2 separate regions of the Danio rerio genome follow, and region 2 is linked to region 1. A link is a contact called in public Hi-C data. All regions are on one chromosome and are shown on one strand. The core of a region is the stretch at or near the end of the contact, and the rest is flanking DNA. Distances in the headings are between cores, read along the strand shown. Region 1 has its middle 100 kb from the start of acvr2aa. Region 2 holds the start of arhgap15 (Rho GTPase activating protein 15).

Region 1 (4,552 bases), core at 1,417-3,916:
TAGTTTCAACAATCAGCTTCTGTGATGAAAGAAGAATGTGAGCCCTTATATGTAGTAAAATGTCCAATGAGTGTTGTATATCATGTCTTAACTATGACTGGAAACTTTTTGCCAACTTGGAACTGATTAGGTTCACATAGTTTTGATATTAAAGCTTAGCTTATGGCTGATTTTTCAAATTCACAGGCAGGAAAAAATAAAGTAGTGACTGCAGGTTGAAGGAAAGTAGTAGAGTTAAAGTACAGATACTGCGCTAAAAATATAGTCAAGGAAGAGTAAAGCACATTTATAAAACTACTTAGTAAATTACAATTTCTGAGAAAAAAACTACTCAGTTACAGTCATTTGAGTATTTGTAATTTGTTACTTTACACCACTGTACAAATGTACAAATGATCATATTTAGGTCTTATTTCATTTATTATGAGACACCAGTTCAATCATCTTTTGAGGACTCTGCTAATGAGAGGAACAAGCAGACCGATGAAGGCTCAAAGCGTTATCATCTTCTCAGCTCCTTTGAAATATATATTTTTTTCATGTGTCCATATTTCTTTCGAGTCAGCAGCAGGTGGTTAATTTGACGCAGTTAAGTGTATGGTGGGAAGCCACACCTGAACTGACTGGAACACCTGACATCAATTACCCTCTTTTCAAGAGTTCATTATCCAAACATTCCACAGGCCTTTTCCATTAAGAGCTTTTATTGTTTAACTCTACCTTCCTGCAGAGTCCAGGCCCTGCTCTAATCAAACACACCTGAAGCAAATCATCAAAGTCCTGAAAAGCACAGGCAGGTGTGCTGGAGCCTGACAAACGGTAATTATAATAAATAAATAAATAAATAAATAAATAAATAAATAAATAAATAAATAAATAAATAAATAAATAAATAAATAATAATGGTATTGTAATTAATCATAGTTTTATCGTTTTAATCACAGATCTACACATTCACTCAATTCATTAGAGCTCAACTAACTCTAACAAACTAACTAACAAATCATCATAAAAATGTCTTGATAATTTGTCCAAATGTAAGCCTGCTTCTAATAACGATTCTAATGTTTTGATCTAAAAATAATGTTTAAGTGATTAACTGTATTGTTTTCATGACATTTCCTGTCATATAATCTTATGACGTACTCACAGATTTACTTTTAGGAGCTTCAGGGCATTCAATGTTCAACATAGAACAGGTGCAAAAGTTAAATTATGCTAATCTTCTGAAAGAATATTCATTCATTCATTTTCCTTTGGCTTAGTCTCTATTTCGGAGGTCACCACAGCGGAATGAACTGGCAACTATTCCAGCATATGTTTTACCCAACGGATGCCCTTTCAGATGCAACCCAGTATTGGGGAACACCCATACATACTCATTCTCACACACAAACATACACTACGAACAATTTAGTTTTATTTGAATCACCTATTCACTTCACACAGAATAGTCAACTGACCCAGCCAGTGATCAAACTAGAGACCTTGCTGTGAGGCAATAGTGCAAACCACTGAGCCACCATAATAATATTTATTTATATATTTATTTATTTACTGTAATTTTACAACTACAATGCAGAGAAAATGCATATATGAATACTGTACTTTGTGTAATTTTAATTAATATAAAAATGCAAATACAAATGAACAATTACAACCAGTTATTTATTACTTTATTAATGTATCAATAATTTTGTTTAGTTTTATAATTTAAATGCCTTTGAAATGTCATTTTTTTATTTAATTAAAAAAAAATAAGTTTTAAAATTAACTTTTAGTTTAGTTGAACTAATTGAAATTGATTCCTTCTCTAAATAATAAAAATTCCGGGTGCCTTAAATTTTTAAGTTAAATTAAATTAACTGTATGAGTCTATTAAGCTTATATTATGTTAAACTGACTAAAAACAGCTTGTGTAGCTTATAAAAATAGATTAGAACATGATAAGCGTAGTTTAGTCTTTACCTCAAGTTACAATGAGCTAAAATTATATGCTGCCATGACTAATTGATCATATAATTTTTGGTGTTGTTATATAATTGGTGAATGTAGTGAGTGTGTAATTTATTGATACATTAAACATTGTCTGAACCTCAAAAACTCTCTCTGTCTTTCTCTAGCCCACACACATAGACTATATATATCAGTGAGAGAGAAAGTTTAAGCGTTGGAAGGTCACTCTAAGTAAAAAATTTAAATAGAAAAGAGATTGTTGGAGTTAGGAGATCAAAGTTATTTGTTTATAAATATGTATAAAGATGCATACAGTAAACCGAGAACAGAGAATAGATTAGATAAAAGAATAAGAGTGTTAGTAAAAGAAGTGCTGATGAAAAAAATCTTGAGAATGATTTAAGCCTTAACTGACAAACCAGAAAATAAATTAAATATAGATTAATTAATTAAATACATGATATTAATAAACTGGAAAAAAAACATATAATTCTCTCTATTTTTCTTTCTAAAATTCAGTCAAATAAATATTAGTGATGGGAAGAATTTCCTCTCAGTTTGAAGGAAGAGCCCAAAATGACAGTTTCACTATAAGCTCCACAAGCCTCACACTCACAGCAGCCTTACTGGCTCAACTCAATGGCTCCACCCAGCAGTAAACGCTCTCCAGTTTTTCATAGCGAATGCAGAGCAGGAAATGATATAATTGTTGCATTTTTCCCATGCCCATTTGCCCTGTGCTTGACCTGCTCCTCTGGCTGCTGGGAATGGTCACTCGATGATTAGAGCTGCAAGCGTCTGAGCTTTCCTCCGCAGAGATCTCTGTGTAGGGGGTGTTCAGAGACCCTCACAGCACGAGAGGACTTGTGGGAAAAACGGCTTTATGTGGTACTGCCGCTATAAATAGAGCATCAGGAAATCTGTTTAACAATCACTCATGGGATGTTTAATGAGTCTATAGTTAGCAATTCCAGCAGAGAATAAAAAGACATTTTTAATCAATCAACCACATTGCATTACGAATGTGCACACATACACAGCCACACAAGTTCTTCAGTGGTTCTTTGAAGTGGTTGAGGTGGTATATAGCACAGTCGCCATCAAAAATGCCCAGTTTGGTTTTTTTAATGGTTTATCGGCTTGATTATAGTGCTATTGTCATATAAAGAGCTTGTTGAATGTATGGTATGCCTATGGTAAAGAACCTCTGTATGGTATGCGTTTGACCAGAACAAAACTGGTCCTCTATACAGCCTGGCTTCCTCTAAGGTTTGTTCTCCACTTCCGTCAAGTGGCTGAGTTTTGGTTTCCTCTGGTTTGCTTGGTTGAGGTCGGTGGAGCTGCTCTTTAGTAAAACGTATTCCATTTCAATTTTAACTTACTAAACTAAATCTGTTTTAATCTGACAAAAACTTCACCAGCGTTTTAACTCAGAGTAAGGCCTGATATGCTAAAATGTTCCACAATCTGGAATATTATGACTTTTTAAAATCTTTTTTTAATCTTTCTATTGCTGCTTTGACACAATCTACATTGTAAAAGTTCTATAGAAATAAAGATAAATTGAGTGCAGTTCTTTAAGCGTTCTTTAACTCTTTCTTAGTCTTTTCTTAAAAATAATAAGTCTGGTATTATTTTTTTGAGATTTAAAAACTGCATTTTGGTGACATTTTAAGCACTATTTTTAGTTTGTCAGATGGCCATTATAACCACACTTTTTGCTACACAATTTTTGCTAAAAATACCTAAAATACTCATTGCATAATTAATCTATCACATACCATTAGAAAAAATGGGAACATGTTTTGTCTGATAAACTGTAGTCTATTGTTATTTATTGGGCAAATAACGAACAGGCCAGCATATTTGTCAGAATTTGGCCATTTGAATAATAATAATAATAAAACATAATAACAACAATAATGTAAAGCTTCATGATATTTATAGTCTCTCTTGTAATGAAGTACATTTGAAAATTCATGGATAACAACAATAGTATTCAGATTAATCTTAACATGGGTAATTATTTGTTTCAAGAATAATTGAATTTTGAATAAAAGTTACTTGTCAAAAGTTTTCTCTTTTTAAAAACAATACAGTAGCGAAAGATGACTTCACTTACACCAGATTGTATGTTTTCTTGCACTGCTGGATGTTGGACTCTTTAAAAATAATTGTTTGCATTGGCCAAAACTGATTACTGAAGTCACACCAAAATGAAATGGTCTTAAAGCCTTTTTTTGGTGGGTTATTTATACTATTTAGGATGGCATAGGAATGAAAATAAGACAAATGACCTCATGTATGGGACAAATTCTGGACCTTTGTCAGAGAGTGGTGGGTCTTTTGAACCTACAGGCCTGGGTGTTGATGTTTCCACAAAGAACCTTTAGCATCAAAATAATCTGTCCATTCCATAAATAGGTTCTTTGTAGTGGAAAAGGGCTATTCATTCATTCATTCATTCATTCATTCATTCATTCATTCATTCATTCATTCATTCATTCATTCATTTATTTATTTTTAATATATTTAGTACTAATAAAAATGTCCACTAAAAAGTATTTTGTGGAACCAATAATAACTATTGTATAGC
Region 2 (4,532 bases), core at 1,327-3,826, 440 kb before region 1:
CTCCTTAATAAATAATGACACACTTGTGAAATAAGCCAAAGAGAACCACCAAATGTAAGCTATATTCACACTTAAACATTTTATAAAAAAGGACATTTTAAACGCAGCGTAAACAGATATTGCAGCTCAGAAAATGAAGCGACTGAGGAAGTTAATGCAGCGCTGTGATGTATTTGTAAATTGTGTTGATTCTGACAAATTTGCAGTTGAATTTTACTGTGATTTTAGCTTGATGACTCTTGCAGGGTTATGTGAGCAAACTAAAAGCTACTATGAAACAAAATAATGCTAGCTAAGACCTGGCTAGTTGTCACACAGGCCAATATTTCTGTAAATGTAAGGTTTTTAGACAAAATGTTTGTTACAGAAGTGTGTTTCCTAGATTTATATGTTGAAGATTTTTTGATAAAAAGTTATGTGTATGAATTATCTTCTGTTCTCTGAAACTATATTATTTTCATATTTTATCCACTACTTTAAAAAACAACATGTAATAAACAACATCAAATAGAAAACCAAATATATTTTATATTGTACATTTGATGCTTTTCTTTAAATTGGTCGTTCAATATGTCTGTTTTCTTCAACTTTACATATAAAACAAATTTTTTATATGAACAAAAAAGCATTTTATACAGTTGAAATCCAAATTATTATTAGACCCCCTTTGAATTTTAGTCTTTTTTTAAATATTTCCCAAATGATGTTTAATAGAGCAAGGAATTTTACACAGTATGTCTGATAATATTTTTTTTCTTCTGGAGAAAGACCGATTTGTTTTTTTTTTGTTTTTTGGTTAGAATAAAAGCAGTTTTAAATAAAAAAAACAACATGTTAAGGTTAAAATTATTAGCCCCTTTAAGCTATTTTTTCCTGATAGTCTACAGAACAAACCATCATTATACAATAACTTGCCTAATTACCCTAACCTGCCTAGTTAAACTAATTAAGCTAATAAGCCTTTAAATGTCACTTTTAGCTGAATAGAATTGTCTTGAAAAATATCTAGTCAAATATTATTTGCTGTCATCATGGCAAAGTAAAATAAATCAGTTATTAGAAATAAGATACTATTTATCTCATATCTATAGATAAAACTATTATGTTTAGAAATTTGCTGAAAGAATCTTCTCTCCGTTAAAAGAAATTGGGGAAAGATAAACAGGGAGGCGGGCGAAGCAGTGGCGCAGTAGGTAGTGCTGTCGCCTCACAGCAATAAGGTCGCTGGGTCGCTGGTTCGATCCTCGGCCTAGTTGGCGTTTCTGTGTGGAGTTTGCATGTTCTCCCTGCGTTCATGTGGGTTTCCTCCGGGTGCTCTGGTTTCCCCCCACAGTCCAAAAACATGCGGTACAGGTGAATTGGGTAGGCTAATTTGTCCATAGTGTATGAGTGTGTGTGGATGTTTCCCAGAGATGGGTTGCGGCTGGAAGGGCATCCGCTGCGTAAAAACTTGCTGGATAAGTTGGCGGTTCATTCCTCTGTGGCGACCTTAGAGTAATAAAGGGACTGAGCCGACAAGAAAATGAATTAATGAATAAACAGGGAGGCTAATAATTCTGACTTCAATTGTATATACATTTATTAAATCAAATTTCAGTAACAATTTTCATTTAAAATTTTTTAACTATATAAATACATAATTGCTAGGGTCAGACAGAATATGCAGACATCTTTTGCTATTCCTGTGCAAAATTTTGCAGAGTATTGTAAATAAAAACATAATATAAGAAATTCAAATTAGTTTTTGAATTTTTATTTAAAGTTTACAATATAAAACCAATTATTATGCAAACAAAGCAAGTCTCCCTCATCACATATCTACTAAAATACAGGAAATATTACTTTACAAACTGTATTATAAATAAATCAAATGAACATTTTCACATTAGCCAATAATATTACTAAAACTAATTAAAAAAACTGATTAAATATTACATTTACATTTAATATTACATTTAATAATACATTTACAAACATTTACACAAGTAAATAAATGATGGGCTGAAAATCTGCAGATTTTTGCATGCGCAGATTCAGTGTGGGCCACAAAAAACTAACAACAAATAATATCAAAAAAATTATTTATCATAGTTAATATTACGGTCAATATTTATTAATATATTTTTGGTAACACTATATTTTAAGGTGTACCTTTTATGTTCTGTTTAGTAACTAAAGTAACTCTAATTAATTATGCATAATTACATACAAATAATTCTAAACCTATCCCGCATTATAACCATAAAGAACATGTAATTATTTAATGTTACAGATATTGGTAAATAATTAACTACACTGTAATGACAACAACATAAATAAAATGTCATTGTTATTTTTGCAGTGAATTTTTAAATGAACTGACAATTACAAATGTTAATAATATTAAATGTTCAGAATGGATTGATCGTTGTTATAGTGTTTTTTATGCATTGCATAATGTCAAATAAGACCTCATTATAAAATGTTACCAGAATCCCTGTCATTCAAAACTATGCCTTTATTATTGATGTGTCTGACTCGTGCACCGTTCTCATGCTCAGCCAACGTAAATGTTTTTTTTTTCAGTGTCATAGCGATGCAAAAGCCGCCAGCACTGGTGCTTCCTGGAGCTGTTCAGCTGAGAATCAAGAACTCTCAGAGCAGCACTGGAGAAAGACTCAGCCAGACCAAATCTATGGTCCTGCCAGAGGCCGAAACACTACAGAAACCCGTGAGCATCAGCACAATCACACTCCTTCACAATCTCTGCTCATTCAGGAAATCAGTATGTATGAGTGTGCATGACTACATCTTCACATTCAACACCTAACCGGAAGCTTCCTGTTGCATTGGCTGTTTTAAGAAACACCCAGACAGAGAACAGCAGAGGGCAGAACAGCACTGCATTTATTGCTCTCAGCCTCCCACCGTTTCTATCCAAACATTAAATATCCTCCGCTTCTGTTTCACTTTTTACTGTGATGAAAATTTGGTGTTGTACATTTGCTGTACATTTATGAAAATCAAGGGGAGACACGGGAGGCAAAATACAGTTTTTTTCATGCAGTACTTTTCAATATTGAGATTTTGGGGCTTTTTAGTCTAATTTAATCAGCCTATGTCTGTTTTAATGACAATACATATTAAGCTATTTTCTTAAAAATACTCTTTTTTTCCTCCTTCCTCTTGCATTCATAAATTTTAATGCAGCTTTTACATACATGAAGCATCACAGTTTTATTTATATCTTTGTGAAGGTTTTTACAGAGAGATATGGATAATGGATACCTAATTTGCCTGATTGCATACAAAATATTTATAAAAAAATAAGATATTTTCAATTGTTTATGAATTGTGGAGTGATAAAACAGTAAAAACCCTTCACTCCAGTGTCTAAATTTAAAACTGTAAACCTGACTTCAACAAATAATGAGATTTTTGTGATATAAATGTGTGCAAATTAGTGCATAGTTACAGAAATAATAACTCATCTGCACATTTAAACACAGCATTTTAGAAAACCTTTGAATGTTCTTAATGTACATTTTATGTACAAAACAATTCGTAACATAATCACTAATCTGTAATAATGGTGATACATATTTTAAATACATTTTTTAATATACCTGCAGTGTCTTGCCAAACTGAAAATAAACCTTGCAATAAACAATTTGAGCAGGATTGTGATTGAATTAAATGTATTATTAGATATATTTGGAAATATACTTACTTAACACCACATTCTCTATTTTAGATCAACCGTCACCGGAGGAATCAGTCTCAGCATAACAGTGAAGTTTCTGTTGGGTTGCAGGTATGATCCAGTTGTGTTTTTGGAAATTAGCAATATTAAGATTGTTTTGGACAACACAAATCTAAACTGAAATTATCAAGAAGAAAAAATAACTTATTAATCAAATAAAATGCACAAATTAACCAGTTTGTTTTAATTTATTAATTTATTTTTGTCATTGTGTTTTCGTTTTTGTTACAGCCTGTTTTAAAAGGGGAATATTTGAACAAAGCCAAAATTGCTGAAGGAGGAAAGAAATTACGGTTCGTCTATCTGACTGTCTGTCTGTCTATCTGTATATCTAATAGAGCTGCTTCTGGATATACTGGTGATCACATTGTTTTTTTTTTTTATAATAAAATGCTATACATATGTAATTATACATAAATAAACATGTAATTATACATAATTACATATATGAGTGTGTGTAAAATATGTAGCCTACATGTTTTACCCCCAATAAGTTCTGAAACATGGAATATCTTATACTGGCCTTTTGTCATTTTCTGCTAAATAATTGCTCTAAATGACACCATTTTGTGGTGACTCTGAAGACATTATATGTAGTTTATGAAATAAAATACAAACTAAGTTTTTTTACTACATTACTGGAGCTGCGCATCGATGGATTTGCTCTTAAGTGTTTCAGCAGTAAAATTCAAAGCACACTGAACTGAAGTAAACTGAACTTCAACTCTGAAATCTGGACTAGAACTTCTATGTTTAGAAGCTTTGACACAATCTACATTTTAAAAGTGCT

Evidence for each region. Hi-C and Micro-C count contacts between places; a contact is called where the count stands out from the background.
Region 2: a Hi-C map of embryo shows a contact between it and region 1, with 2.5 times the contacts expected there. The contact joins the promoter of arhgap15 here to the enhancer-like site in region 1. A contact is called at or near these places in 6 of 18 Hi-C or Micro-C datasets (caudal fin, embryo, fibroblasts and 1 more) and 1 of 4 datasets of contacts at active chromatin or transcription factors (caudal fin).

Annotation. Positions count from the first base shown.
Region 1 is chr9:27,170,710-27,175,261 of GRCz12tu, reverse strand. No RefSeq gene overlaps it. Among named protein-coding and RNA genes, the nearest start is that of acvr2aa, 100 kb to the right of the region's middle. Within about 2 kb of position 2,666, at least 14 of the 62 cell types and tissues checked have an H3K27ac peak or open chromatin away from gene starts, as enhancers often do. A contact at or near this core is called in caudal fin, where this site is marked.
Region 2 is chr9:27,615,515-27,620,046 of GRCz12tu, reverse strand. arhgap15 (Rho GTPase activating protein 15) reads left to right here and starts at 2,576. Exons shown (of 13, transcript NM_001128555.1): 1 at 2,576-2,710; 2 at 3,734-3,793; 3 at 3,974-4,035. The coding sequence starts at 2,576.